Linked DNA regions of Ovis aries: region 1 is linked to region 2. A link is a contact called in public Hi-C data. All regions are on one chromosome and are shown on one strand. Each heading gives the region's core, a stretch centred on a gene start, on an enhancer-like site or on the middle of the called end of the contact. The rest is flanking DNA. Distances are from core to core; before and after follow the strand shown. Region 1 holds the start of NSUN2 (NOP2/Sun RNA methyltransferase 2). Region 2 has its middle 15 kb from the start of TENT4A.

The links. Hi-C and Micro-C count contacts between places; a contact is called where the count stands out from the background.
Region 1: a contact with region 2 is called in a Hi-C map of hypothalamus, with 2.8 times the contacts expected there. The contact joins the promoter of NSUN2 here to the enhancer-like site in region 2. A contact is called at or near these places in 4 of 16 Hi-C or Micro-C datasets (blood, hypothalamus, muscle and 1 more).

Annotation. Positions count from the first base shown.
Region 1 is chr16:66,655,403-66,658,471 of ARS-UI_Ramb_v3.0, reverse strand. It overlaps NSUN2 (NOP2/Sun RNA methyltransferase 2), which reads right to left and starts at 1,656. Exons shown (of 20, transcript XM_042233950.2): 1 at 1,500-1,656; 2 at 1,247-1,404. The coding sequence starts at 1,586. SRD5A1 (steroid 5 alpha-reductase 1) reads left to right here and starts at 2,268. Exons shown (of 5, transcript XM_027980176.3): 1 at 2,268-2,602. The coding sequence starts at 2,322.
Region 2 is chr16:66,567,238-66,570,407 of ARS-UI_Ramb_v3.0, reverse strand. No RefSeq gene overlaps it. Among named protein-coding and RNA genes, the nearest start is that of TENT4A, 15 kb to the right of the region's middle. Within about 2 kb of position 1,322, at least 14 of the 54 cell types and tissues checked have an H3K27ac peak or open chromatin away from gene starts, as enhancers often do. A contact at or near this core is called in hypothalamus, where this site is marked.

The sequences.
Region 1 (3,069 bases), core at 407-2,906, 88 kb before region 2:
TCAAGACATCTTATCTCTTTATAAACCCAAGATTGTGTTTTGCATCAAAAGCCATCCTTGTGTGCCAAGTGAAGACATTCTTTAATTACTACCATTTTACTGCATTCTTTCAACGCTTAAACAGTCCTTGTCCTTTAATCTCTAAAAGGTGAAAACTACATACAATACTATTCTACTCCTTCTCTCCTGAACATCCCTCGAGTTTCATTTTCACTTTCAGGTCATCTTCAAAAGGTACAACTGCAACCGTATCCTGAAACTTACACACTGAAGGTTCATAAGGAAGAAACAACTTGATTAAGTGACATCTCTAAGTTTGTTTCGAAGGACACCACCGAAACAGGATCTGACCACAACAGTCCTAAAGGCCATTTTGCCCAGCAGAGGCACATCAAAGGACTAACACAGCCCACTGCAGGGACAGTCCCTGGCGGTCCAGTTGTTAAGACTATTTTTTTCCAATGCAGGGAGTGCAGGTTTGATCCCTGGTCTGGGAACTAAAATCCCACATGCCATGGGCTGAGGCCAAAATATTCGTAATTATCGTTTTTAATAAGTTAAGTAACCCACAGTAAACTTTAGACATCACAAAGTGAAAAGCCACCACATGTAACAGACTCCCCACCCCAAACTTGCACATAAAAAGGGATGAAGCACAGCTGCACCTGCAGGGGACGCTGGAAACTTACCTTTAATTTCCACCCATCATTCCAGGGCCCCCTCCTCCACTTACTCCCTACTTCCATGGATAAATACCCTGCTCAACAGCTGACGGGAAGGAGCTGATCACTGCCTCCTGTCTCCTTGCTTGACTATCTTAAGCCTTTTCGCTTTCTCCAAGACTGTTGCCTCTTTATTTGGTCTTTTCATTCTGCAGCTAGCAATAAGCCCACGTGCTCGGTTACACGACTCAAAAAAAAAAAAACACCACCACCATAAGCTTCACTTAACACTCACTAATGTCACAGGTTCTCATGTGTTCCAAAGGGTGGGGCATCGTCAACGGGCCCCCAAGAGTCAACTGCTTCTCATCTTGCACACTCGTGTCTGATTCTAACCTCCCAACTTGCCAGGTCCTCCTCCCCGTACTCTGTTGGGACACCCATGCTCCCTCTTCTCAAGGCCTCCAGGCTCTGGCATCCACACCGCTGACGTGTGCTTCTTGGGAGAAATACATTTCCGTTTTAAACCCGGGGCATTCTAAACCCCAACTCTCCGAGAAACGCGAAAGGCACGACCCCCTTACCTCTTGTAACCGGTAATTCTTAAAGTGGCCGGGAGAGGCTCCCTGAGCGCTCCCATGAACTGGTCCCACTCGCCCTCGGGCACGATCTTGAGCTCCTGGTAGTAGTGCTCGAACAGCTTGTTCTCCTTGACGATCTCGGGATAGCCGCCTTCCCAGCCCTGAGGAGTGAGAAACTTGGCACCCGGGGCCGCAAAGCCGCCCTTCGCCGCCCCGCAGGCCTCGGGGCCCCGGCCCGCCCTCCCCCGGGTCCTACCGCCCCATTGCGCTTTCCGCCGTCCTCCGCGCTCTCGGAACGCTGCTGCTGCTGCTGGAGCCGCCGGCCCCGCGACCGCCGCCCCATGGCCCACGCGGCCGCGCACGCCGCCCGTACGGCCCGACCCGCCACCGTCGGCCGCTAGCACTTCCGGGCTGCAGCTCGAGGACCCCGCGGGTCCGCACATGCGCCTCCCCGGGACCTGCAGGGAGGGAGGGACCTGCAGGAGCGCAAGGATTTCCGCGTCGGCTCAGGCACCGATGCGGGCAGCCCGAGGTCGCGCGTGCGCACCGCGGAAATGACGCTCGGTCGGGGAGGGTCCGAAGTGGGCGGGGGCCTAGTAGGCGGGGCTCTAGCAGCGTGGGAGGGGCGGGCGGGCGGACGTCGTGCCCCGTCCCCGGCGCGCACCCGCGACTAAGGTAGACGGTCCGGGAGTGCCCGGAGTGGGCGGGGTCTAGAGGGCGGGGCATGGGGGGGCTCTAGGCGCGTGGGCGGGGCGGGTCCGCGGCGCGCACCCGGGATTGGTGAGACGGTCGGGGAGGGCCTGGAATGGGCGGGGTTCTGGCCGTGTGGTTGTGGCGAGCCGGCGCCCCAGGCCTCCCACCCGGTCCCCCGCGCGCACCCAGGACTAGGGAGACTGGGGGCGCGTGGCTCCGGGGCCGCCCGCACGGGGCGGATCCGGGCCGAGGGCTTTGACCGCGGTCGCCGGCCTCAGGTAACCGCGCCTCCCGCCCCCCACCTCACCCCGCCCGCCGCCGCCGCCGCCCTATATGTGGCCCGACGCAGCCGCCGGGCCATGGAGCACGCCTGCCGTCACCCACCATGGAGCTGGCCGAGCGGTTCCTGCTGGACGCGCTCGCCTACCTGGAATGCGCCCTGGGCGTCGTGTGCTACGTGCTGCTGAAGCTGGTGGGCTCGCCCTACGGGCGCTACGCGTCGCCCGGCTCTGCCTTCGAGCTGCCGGCGCGGGCCGCCTGGGCCGTGCAGGAGCTGCCCTCGTTGGCCCTGCCGCTCCTCGCGTGCGCGGGCGCGCCGGCCGAGCGCCTCAACCGCTGGCCCAACTGCATCCTCCTGGCCATGTTCCTCGTCCACTATGCGCAACGGTAAGAGCGGGCGGCCCCGCGCTTCCCCCAGCCGCCCCTGTTGCGCCCCCTTCTCCCCGCCGCCCCTGGTTGGTGCGCCACCTTCTCCCCACCGCCCCTGGTGCACCACCCGCGTGCCACCCCGGGCCGGCTCCCTGCACCTGTGCACCAGGTCCTGGCGCCCTCTCCGTGCGCCCCTGCTCTCTCTCCCCCAGCGCCGTCTTCCTGCTTTTCTAGTTCCATCGTGGACTCTGTTGAGGGGAAGATTGTTGCCCCCTGTCAGATGCACCTTGGGGGTCTGGTTTCCAGTTACTGAATGGGTCACGTTCAGGGACTTTCTCCTCTACAATACAGGCAGGTGCCTCCAGCACTGTGGAAGTAGCCTTCCAAGAAATAAGCGGTAAACACATCTAAGGTCTTTAAGCTAACTTACAGATGTTTGGTTTTTGTGAAGAAGGCTCATTGGCTGTGTCTGTACCCTTCAGGTC
Region 2 (3,170 bases), core at 73-2,572:
ATTTGATTGAGCCAAAGATAAAGACAAAATAAATTGAACATCTCCTTTTGGGCTTCCCTGATAGCTCATTTGGTAAAGAATCCACCTGCAATGCAGGCGACCCTGGTTCTGTCTCTGAGTCAGGAAGGTCCCCTGGAGAAGGGATAGGCTACCCACTCCAGTATTCTTGGGCTTCCCTGGTGGCTCAGCTGGTAAAGAATCTGCCTGCAATACGGGAGATGTGGGTTGGGAAGATTCCCTGGAGAGAGAAAGGCTACCCACTCCAGTATTCTGGCCTAGAGAATGCCATGGGATCGCAAAGAGTCAGACATAACTGAATGAATTTCACTTCACTTTTCCTCTAAGTGACATTTTGGGGAACTTTTAGCACCCGATAATCCATGTCAGCAATTGTGTTAAATTCACTGGACACCACTTGACTGATCGAGTGACCCATTTCAATCTTACTGTTTTAACTTTTTTTGTTCCGTTGCTCAGTCATGTCTCTCTGTGACCTCTTGGACTGTAGTCCACCAGGCTCCTCTTTCCATGGGGTTCTCCAGGCAAGAATACTGCAGTGGGTTTCCATGACCTTCTCCAGGGGATCTTCCCCACCCAGGGATCAAATCCGCGTGTCCTTACACGTTTCTTGCACTGAGGGCAGATTATTCACTGCGGAGCCACTGGGAAAAGCCGTTTTTCTTGGTAAGGACTTATGTTTTCAAACCAGCGTGGAAAAGTTTCTCCCTTGTCCGCTAAGCTGAGTTCTTTGGGATAGCGGCCAGCTCAGAGCCTGGCACCCTGGCGTGGGGTGGTTGCTTCTTAAATATTTATAGATTCGAATGTCTTTCTTGTCTTCAGATTCCTTTTTCTGCTGCCTGTGGCAGGAGATGAACCATGTCTTGTCTGCTGCTTGTTTGAAACTTCTGTAGCTCTTTTTAAAGATCTGGACCCAGATGTGTTTAGGGACGTTTCGGAGAAGGCAACGGCACCCCACTCCAGCACTCTTGCCTGGAAAATCCCATGAACGGAGGAGCCTGGTAGGCTGCAGTCCATGGGGTCGCTAGGAGTCGGACACGACTGAGCAACTTCACTTTCACTTTTCACTTTCATGCATTGGAGAAGGAAACAGCAACCACTCCAGTGTTCTTGCCTGGAGAATCCCAGGGACGGGGGAGCCTGGTGGGCTCCCGTCTCTGGGGTCGCACAGAGTTGGACATGACTGAAGCGATTTAGCAGTAGGAGCCTCCCCTGAGATGCTGCGATATCTCTGCCCACTGTGAGAAGGCCCAGTGCCCTCCCTGTCAATCAGGAAAAAGGGGAGGAGCCGCTGGAAACACGCCACACCCGCGTGCATTGAGCGCCTCCTGCCGGCCAGCCGCGGAGCCGGGGCGGTGCAGGGCTCAGTGTCCCAAGACTCCTGCTGGGATGAATCCTGCGGTCCACCTGGAGCACTGAGTAAAAGGGTCATAATCAAGTGATACCAGAGTTACCTCATTCCAGACAATGGGAGAAGCCCACCTCTCCTTTTCAAAATCACTTGGGTGATGTTCAGAATGACTGTCAGCCTCCACCTCCCAGTCCCATCTCACTGTGGCCAGGAAAAGTCCTGCAAAGATTTTGGCTGCACCCAGGTCTGGGAGGTTCAGGTTACACTGGGAGAGGCAAAGACGAGGTTGAGAGAAACTTTCAGAGAATGCAGGTCAGAGACAAGAAAGCTGGCAGCTCACTTGGCTCAGAGGCTGTGAGCAAAGAACTCTGAGAGTCTGGGCTCCAGCAAGTGGAGGAGTGGTTTGGGGAAAGGCTGGTCTGGAGACTGAGGTCCAGTTGGGAGGATCTTGAATGTCAGTTCTTTTATTCAGCAAACAACATTGTATGGGACACCCTGTTGAGCTCTGCTGAAGGGTGGGAAGGTTGGCAGTCTCCCTGTCCCAGCCCGGGGCAGGAGACGGGGACATCACCAAGGTCACCTCACTCTGAGCTGGCTCATGGTTCATGGCCCATGGTTGGTCCTATGAAGACTTTCTGCCCAGAACTTTTAGCACCTGCTTCCAAGCCTTGACCTTTTGCTCCTTGGGGCAGGACCTTCCCTGCGACCGAGGTAGGTAAGTAGAAGCCCTCATTCTGACTTTCTGATGGGAGGAGTCACACAGACGGTCCCTAAAGTGTTCCCTGCTGTCCATCCTGCGCCTGTCTTGTGGGAGGGACTCCACACAGGTCTGTGCAGTAACTGTGTCATGAACGTGCAAGTGGATGCATTTATTTACAGAAGAATCGAGACAGACACAACCATGAGGACAAAGCAGAACCTTCACCATCCGAAGTGGTTTCTTATCTCCAGACATCCTGATGGCAAAGCATTCACCAATCTTGAATATTTTTAAGATAAAAAGAAATGGACTTGTTAATGGCTGTTTTTAAACTTAGCCAGACTGAGGCAGAGCCTGCAAACCCCAGAAGCAGCTTGGACCACAGCAGCATCGTCTGTGAGTGGGTGGACCACTGGTGAGAAGCGGTACCTGCAAGGTAGCATCCTTCATCCAGAGGTGTTGTGGGAGCTGATTATTGGAGCATCCTTCCTCCTGGTTGTTCTCCATCTTCTATCAGAGGGCCACCCATCACATCTTCTCCCTCGGGCATGGCTTCAGCCAGCAGAATGAGACTGTATGTAGCATCACCACATCCCAGCAGAACACTGAGGGTCACCTGCGGCTTGGCTAGGTCTCCCTTTTCCCTCGCCGTGGGGCTGAGAGGAGCTGCTCCTCCTGTGAGGGTCCCTGAATGGTGCAAGTGTGATGAAGATAGTGCGGGGGAGGTGTTGCCCGTGTTATTCCTAGAAGCCGGTGAGATGGGGTCATGGGTCGTTCAGTTCAGTTCAGTTCAGTTGCTCAGTCGTGTCCGACTTTTTGCAACCCCATGAATCGCAGCACGCCAGGCCTCCCTGTCCCTCACCAACTCCCGGAGTTCACTCAGACTCACATCCATCGAGTCAGTGATGCCATCCAGCCATCTCATCCTCTGTCGTCCCCTTTTCCTCCTGCCCTCAATCCCTCCCAGCATCAGGGTCTTTTCCAATGAGTCAGCTCTTCGCATGAGGTGGCCAAAGTACTGGAGTTTCAGCTTTAGCATCATTCCTTCCAAAAGAACACCCAGGGCTGATCTCCTTTAGAATGGACTGGTTGGATCTCCTT